2 separate regions of the Mus musculus genome follow, and region 1 is linked to region 2. Evidence: chromatin contacts called from public HiChIP or PLAC-seq data. All regions are on one chromosome and are shown on one strand. Each heading gives the region's core, a stretch centred on a gene start, on an enhancer-like site or on the middle of the called end of the contact. The rest is flanking DNA. Distances are from core to core; before and after follow the strand shown.

What was found. HiChIP or PLAC-seq counts read pairs in DNA pulled down with a chosen protein or histone mark.
Region 1: a contact with region 2 is called in an H3K27ac HiChIP or PLAC-seq map of embryonic stem cells, with 11 read pairs. The contact joins two enhancer-like sites. A contact is called at or near these places in 4 of 39 promoter capture datasets (the 3T3-L1 cell line, 3T3-L1-derived adipocytes, the C10 cell line and 1 more), 1 of 15 datasets of contacts at CTCF or cohesin (the NIH/3T3 cell line), 8 of 484 Hi-C or Micro-C datasets (the MC3T3-E1 cell line, cardiomyocytes, granulocyte-monocyte progenitors and 3 more), 4 of 115 datasets of contacts at active chromatin or transcription factors (embryonic stem cells, heart atrium, kidney and 1 more) and 3 of 9 other capture datasets (adipose tissue, liver and pancreatic islet).

The regions. Positions count from the first base shown.
Region 1 is chr6:137,668,412-137,671,999 of GRCm38.p6, reverse strand. No RefSeq gene overlaps it. Among named protein-coding and RNA genes, the nearest start is that of Eps8, 21 kb to the right of the region's middle. Within about 2 kb of position 2,294, at least 4 of the 459 cell types and tissues checked have an H3K27ac peak or open chromatin away from gene starts, as enhancers often do. A contact at or near this core is called in embryonic stem cells, where this site is marked.
Region 2 is chr6:137,559,466-137,562,973 of GRCm38.p6, reverse strand. The region is part of intron 2 of Eps8 (epidermal growth factor receptor pathway substrate 8); the gene reads left to right. Among named protein-coding and RNA genes, the nearest start is that of Eps8, 88 kb to the left of the region's middle. Within about 2 kb of position 2,208, at least 192 of the 459 cell types and tissues checked have an H3K27ac peak or open chromatin away from gene starts, as enhancers often do. A contact at or near this core is called in embryonic stem cells, where this site is marked.

The sequences.
Region 1 (3,588 bases), core at 1,045-3,544, 110 kb before region 2:
ACAACAGACAGGCTTAATGCTATGATAGAGTCTGGAGCAATCCTTAAGATACTGATGGTGATGATTTCCTATGAGAAAGTTTGCATCTGGAATCCAGCTGCCATGCTGTGATGAAGCCTGAGACAGGTCTACTGTAAAGAGGACATTTCCCTGAAGCACAGGGGCGTCCATGGCTTCGGCTTTGCTTTCTGCGGCTGCAGATAATGGGCGGTAGAATTAGCGAGAGAGAATGATAAAGAACTCACGCCCACTGCCCTGAGCCCGCGGTGGGGCAATGCCATGGGCATGTCGCTGTGGCCCTAGATAACTATGAGAACCAGGCCATGGGGAGAGAGAGAGAGAGAGAGAGAGAGAGAGAGAGAGAGAGAGAGAGAGAGAGAGAGAGAGAGAGAGAGAGAGAGAGAGAATAATGTGTGGAACGCCTTAGTTGTAATTGGCTGAATTTAGCTTTAAAACTCTAGTGGACATGGCAAAATGGCTCAACTCCCAAGAGTCTTGTGGAGAAACTTTGTGCCGCGTGGACCCCACACGGACATCCGCTGCTTATCTAGCAAAGGCTGCACGCCACTTTGAATCGCATCTTTCCTGCCTGCTGCTTGGAACTCAGGGTACACCTGCCAGACTAGAAAGGTTAGTGAGAGAGTGTTTGTGTGAACGAACGAATGTGGGCCCATTTTACCATTTATCTGAGGCAGAGGCAGGCAGATTTCTGAGTTCGAGGCCAGCCTGGTCTACAAAGTGAGTTCCAGGACAGCAAGGGCTATACAAAGAAACCCTGTCTCAAAAAACCAACCCCCCCCAAAAAACCCATTTATCTGCTTTTTGCCGTTTATGAATAAACAAAAGTATTAGAACCTTTCCCACTGGGTTTGAGGAATTTGTTTCCTCCATGCTTTACGGCCCAAATCGAGACATATACTCATGGGGCAAGGGCCTATGTTCTCAGACAATAGTCCTGACAGAATTTACAGAAGAGCGCCCCCTGTTAATAATACCTGCGAAGTGTTTCCACCCAAATCCATATGAACAGAGAGCCCGCATGTCATGATTGTGCCCTTATAAGAAAAGAGTTGTCCTCCTGACTTTCTTTCTCAATCCTTCTCTCCCTGTCGCAGATATAAGAGGAGTCATCTGTAAACCAGGAAGTGAGCCTTCGCCAGTCGCCATCATTCTGGTACCCTGGACGTCTAGCATTCACAACTATGAGCAAGAAAGGTTAAGGCCATTCCATCTGAGTTTTATTTTTTTAAAAAGTAGCTTGAACTGGCTGTGAACTGTACCAACTCCTACAACAGCCAACTATCTTGGAAGTGGAATCTTCCCCAGTCAAGCTTCCTCAACAGATACTGGGGTGGCTGAGAGTCACTGCCTCTCCCAAACTTGATCAAATTGCAGATACATGAACTAAATAAATGAGCACTGCTGTTTTAAGTTGCTAAGTTTGGGGTGACTCCGGAGCTGGCTTAAATACAGTTGTGAATATGCCTCAGTATAACAAAAAGCCACTTCAAATAGTGCATTTGCACTAAAACTTTGCTAGTCACATAGTCTCAAAAAAAATGTTTTTGCGTTTGTTTTAATGTTTCAAACAGCACTCACATGCATAATAATAGAGTTGCCTCTTTAACGTTTGGATCTTGCATGCGTGCCTAATAGAAATATAAGCAATTATTTCAGTGAACTCAAATGGAATGGTACATCAACTGTGCGCTGTTTTCAGGCATGCTGGCTGTAGTAATTGAATTCTACCAGTGGAGAACATTACTGTGAAGCTCAGAGACTCGTGGGCTGGTTTTCATTCTGTGGTTTGTACTTAGAAACCACTGATTTGCCAGGGGTAGTAATGCAAGCCTTAATTACCAGCACTGGGGAGGCAGAAGCAGGCTGATCTCTGAATAGGCAGGCTAGTGCGTTATGGTTTGCATATGCTTAGGCTAGGGAGTGGCACTAATTGGAGGTAGGGCTTTGTTGGAATAGGTGTGTTACGGTGGGTGTGGGCTTTAAGACCCTCATCTTAGCTGCCTAGAAGTCAGTATTTTGTTAGTAGCCTTCAGATGAAGATGTAGAACTCTCAGCTCCTCCTGCACCATGCCTGCCTGGACACTGCCATGCTCCTGCCTTGCTGATACTGCACTGCACTTCTGAACCTGTAAGCCAGCCCCAATAAATGTCCTTGTAAGAGTTGCTTTGGTTGTGTCTGTTCAAAGCAGTAAAAGCCCAAGAAGACCTGTTCTACATATTAAGTTCCAGGACATCCAGGGATACACAGTCTCTGGGCGGGGATAGGAGTGGGAACTAAAAAGCAAACAAACAAAAAAACCCAAACCTATGGATTTAGCAAAATGTTAAGACAATAGAGTAGACTCAATAACAAAGAAACTTAAAAATGCCCTGCTGTGGTAGATTGAATGAGAAAGGCTCCCATAGACTCAGATTTGAATAGTTGGTCACCAGGGAGTGGCACCATTGTAAAGAAATAGAAGGTGTGGCCTTTTGAGAGGAAATGTGTCACTGAGAGTGGGCTTTGAGGTTTCCAAAAGGCACTCCAAGCCCAGAGTCTCTCTCTTCCTGCTGCCTGTAGATCCAGAAGTAGAACTCTCAGCCCCTTTCCCAGCATCGTGGGTGCCTGAGTGCTGCCATGCTTCCTGCCATGATGAAAACGTACTGCACCTCTGACACTGCAAGCCACCCCAATTAAATGCTTTCTTTTCTAAGAGTTGCCTTGGTCATGGTGTCTCTTCACAGAAATGGAACATTGACTAAGGCACACTTGCTTACTCTTTTTATTAATTTTCTTATTATAGTTGACTATGCCCATGAATGTGTGTCTCTGTGTGTATAGATGAGTGCAGGTGCCTACAGAGGCCAGGGGCTTCAGATCTCCTAGAGCTGGAGCCAGAGGCTCTGAGCTGCCTGTTGTTGGTGTTGGGAACCAAACTTGAGTCCTTTGCAAGAACAGCTATCTCTCCAGTCCCTTTGCTTGTGTGTGTGTGTGTGTATTATTGTTTATTGGGATCTGAAATAAAATCTATATACTTAGTGAATGTGACTTTAACCATGATTGAATAATAGAAAAATTTTTATAATAATTGTGTAAGAAGCAGTACTTTTGAATATCCACAGTCACTTGAAATATGTTGCTGGAATACATCAAGGCCCTGGGAGAGTCAAGAGTGGTTTCTGCAGTGGGGACCATGCTGGGAGCAGCTTGAGCCTCCATCCTTACTGGGGGTTCCAATTTGGGTGTGTGGGAACCAAATGTGGCCTTTCTCAGCACAGTTTGGTCTTGGGGACTCTGAGTAGAGGCAGGCAGGAAATGAAGAAAAGACAGTGATAGAGACACACTCTAGCAATACAGAATCAGGCGGGTTATGTGCCATTAGATGGAGCTACACCTGCTGCTGACTGGAACTTCAGTAGTTTATATGTTCAGCACAAAAAGAGGCTTTAGCCAGTCACAGTAGGAGGTCTCTGTTTCCAGCCTATTTTCTGTCTGGGAGGAGGAAGCTGCAGTTGCTCAGTTTGTACACACGGATCCATCATCTTTAAACACTCATACTTAGGCCAGAGGAGGAAGGCTTTGCCAAT
Region 2 (3,508 bases), core at 959-3,458:
CCCTCTGGCTGCTCCCTGACAGCGAGACAGCAACCAGCAATGGTAAGCAGAGTTAGAGGTACTTAAAGCTAAAGCGCAGCTGTCAGGAGCGCTTCTCTTTTCAACAGCGCGTGTGAGCTGAGTTAGGATGATTTCATCGCCATCCCATCCGAAGGCCTGGGCTCAGGGAGGATTTTGTCAAGAAGGACAAGAGGGTTGGGTGTGTCCCAGATCTGAGCAATAAGGTCCAGGTAGCCAGGAGGGGGACTATAATTTTAAAAGACAGTTGCCAGTGAGGCAGTGGTGGCATACACCTTTAATCCCAGCACTTGCGAGGCAGAGGCAGGCAGATTTCTGAGTTCAAGGCCAGCCTGGTCTACAGAGTGAGTTCCAGGACAACCAGGGCTACACAGAGAAACCCTGTCTCCGAAAACCAGAAGAAAGAAGGAAAAAAAAAAAAAAGACAGTTTGCCACAAAATAGAGGTTAAACGTGGATTGGCAAAATTAAGGAAAAAGAAAGGGGGTTAGTTTAGAAGAAAAGGCAAAGCAATTTTTGACAAAGGAAAAGATAATATATTCTCAGTGTCTCTTTTATTCAGTTGATTTAGGTTTTTTTGTTTGTTTGTTTGTTTCTTTTTGAGACAGGGTTAAACTCTATGTACTTCAAGCTGAATGTGAACTCACTATGAGTCCCAGGCTGGCCTCAAACTACAGCAATCCTCCTGCCTCAGCCTACTGAGTGCTGGGATCGCAGGCATGCACACCGCCATGTATGGCGTCACTGTTGTTCTTGTGTGTGTGTGATAGGAACGCGTTTGTGTGCACACAGGTGTGCATGCATATGGACCACAGACGGCAGGCAGTCTCAGGATTAGGGTCTCACTGAACTCAGAGCACATCCATTTGGTCATTGCATGGCCAGTGAACTCGCCTGCCTCTATTCACACACCACTGGAGCTCCAGGCACGCACAGCCACACCCAGCTCTTACATGGGTGCTGGGGATCTGAACTCACAAACTCATGCCTCTACAGCAAGTACTTCATTGGCTTCACTGTATCCCAGTCCCTGTCACCAGATGCTTAGAGGGTGGCCGATAATCAGTTTGTTGCTATGGAAACAGCAGAGGGGTGCATTTTAAAATAATAAATAGGGTAGAATGTAGATGCTCCCACCAAAATGAAAAGATCAGACAAAATTATCTCAAAATTAGTGAACTCTGAGCACCAGAAACAATCCCCGTCCTGGAAATACCCCCACGGATAGTTTCTTAAGCTCTAATAATAAATAGATAATTGTCTTTGGACTTAGCATTTTCAAAGGTGTTCCCCAGACATTCCACAAGGTCCCTCAGGATCCGTCATTAGGCATTCCTTCATCCTTTTCTTCTCTTGGTTCCAGTCGTTTCCAGTCACTGTTAAAGCCATACTAGATAAACGTTTGGGACATGCCTGGGATGTCCCAGGACTGCCCATACCCACACCAGTGGGCCACTGCTGTGCCATCCAATACTTGCTTCCTCTAGGATATTGCTCTGACAGCTGCTGCTGGGAAGACAGTTCCATAGGATGTTGCTGGTATCCCAATGACAGTGTTACTAACCTGTGTTCCACTTTCCTATTTGCATGTATGTCTTGCTAGCCCAAATGTTCCTACAGGCAGTGAGTGAATCGTGTTTGCTCTGTATGCCTTCACGCAGGGCACGTGTTATAGGCCATACATTTCCCCTAAATGAGGTGGGTTTGGGGGCCACATAGTATGTTTCGCTCTAGAAAATACTCATTCCATGTATAAGCTGCTATTTCTCTCATAGTTGAGAATAGTTGAGAATATTAAACAGGCATTTTTTTTTCTTTTTCAGTAGCTCACTACTGCATCTGTTGGAAGCATATTTCTTCTGTTTCTGGGGACACTGGCTTCTTAGGCCTTTGAGCCCCTAGAGTCCTCCTATTCTGGTGGAATTATCTGATAATTCTTACTTACATGTTTGTGGCATAATATGTGATTGCTCTCAGGAGCATTTATGGTTTAGTAGTGCTTTCTGGGGAACACAACTGTTTAACTTGAAAGAACGAATTCATTTCCATAAGTGCATTGGCATCCACTGTGCAGCTTGGGTAATGGATATGTTTTAAGGAACCAGGGTGACACTTTGTTGACCCTAGAATCACACCAGGCATGCTGGCTGCCTGGTGTACATTTGCATATTTAGTACCTCCAACTGGGAAGGCATTCCTCTTAGCCTGCCTCTGTGAGGGCTCCTTAGTGGATGCATTTGTGCCCATTACACTGCCTGCTCGGCGCTAATCTGAAGGTCACAGTGCCAGGCGCATTTCAGTTCGCGTGTTATTCTGCCTCACCTCCTCGGATTTTCTCACTTCTTTGGAACTAGAAACACATAATCACAGAACACTTGAGCTAATTCCCCGAGAACTTGTTACAGATCGAGCGGGCTTCTCGGCTGCTGACTGGTGTGTAAGAGGATAGTCTTCTTGCTGAAAGTGAAATTCTAGAGGCCTCAGATGTCTGAACTCTTTCCAGGGTGGATTGCTCAAGAGGAAACAAACTGCACGGTCCTGTATAATTGCTTGTTATTTTGAAGACGGAAATGTTATGTGTATTTTTCTTCCCCAAGGGCCCTGTGGAGGACAGGATCCTGCTAGTGTTTTTAATAGATCTGTTTGATACTGCCAATACACAGAACTCACAAACAAGGGAGGCTCATGTCCATTTGGCTGAACAATGAAATACTGCAGAAGGACTCAATTCCTACTGACAGAAAAGTCACACGGGGAGTTTCAGACGAATGTATGAAAGAGACAGGTAGATCTAGGTTGTGTGTGTGTGTGTGTGTGTGTGTGTGTGTGTGTGTGTGTGTGTGTGTGTGTGTGTGGTGGTGGTGGTGGTAGGGGGAACATGCTCTTAACGTCTTAGTTATCCTAAAAGGCAAGGCTCGTAGACCAGGGCACACTTGGAGACTCAGGGCTTGGAGGTTTGCCTTTATCTATCTGTGTTAAAGTCTTCAACTGTGTTTAGCCTGGGTGATGGTGGATCAGGTATTTCTGTGCCATGTGCCTCAGTTTCCTGTAAATAGAGAGAGTGGCACATGCCTCTTTAGAGGATTTGTGATTATCAACCATATTGAAACATGCAAAGATTTCACGGCAATGGTTGGCACACCTGTGGACCTCACTCTTGTTATTTGTTGCTTCTGTAATGGGCTCTGCACAGTTGACTCAGAGAGAACAGTTGCTTAGGAAATAAAGGCACATGCTTGGGGGTCTGAGGAGATAGCTCAACTGGCAAAGCACTTGCAGAGATCTCAGTCTGATGCCAAGAGCCCGTGTTAAAACAAGCTTGTGTGTGCTTGTCATCCCAGCGCCGAGGGGCTAGGGGAGGATGGGTCCCTCAAACTCGTTGGCTGGTCAGTTCAGACTGCTTAATGAAAACCTACTTTTCCTTCACACAGACACAGAGACACAGACTGACAGGCAGACAGGTATGGACACATGTACATACCCCCCTCCCA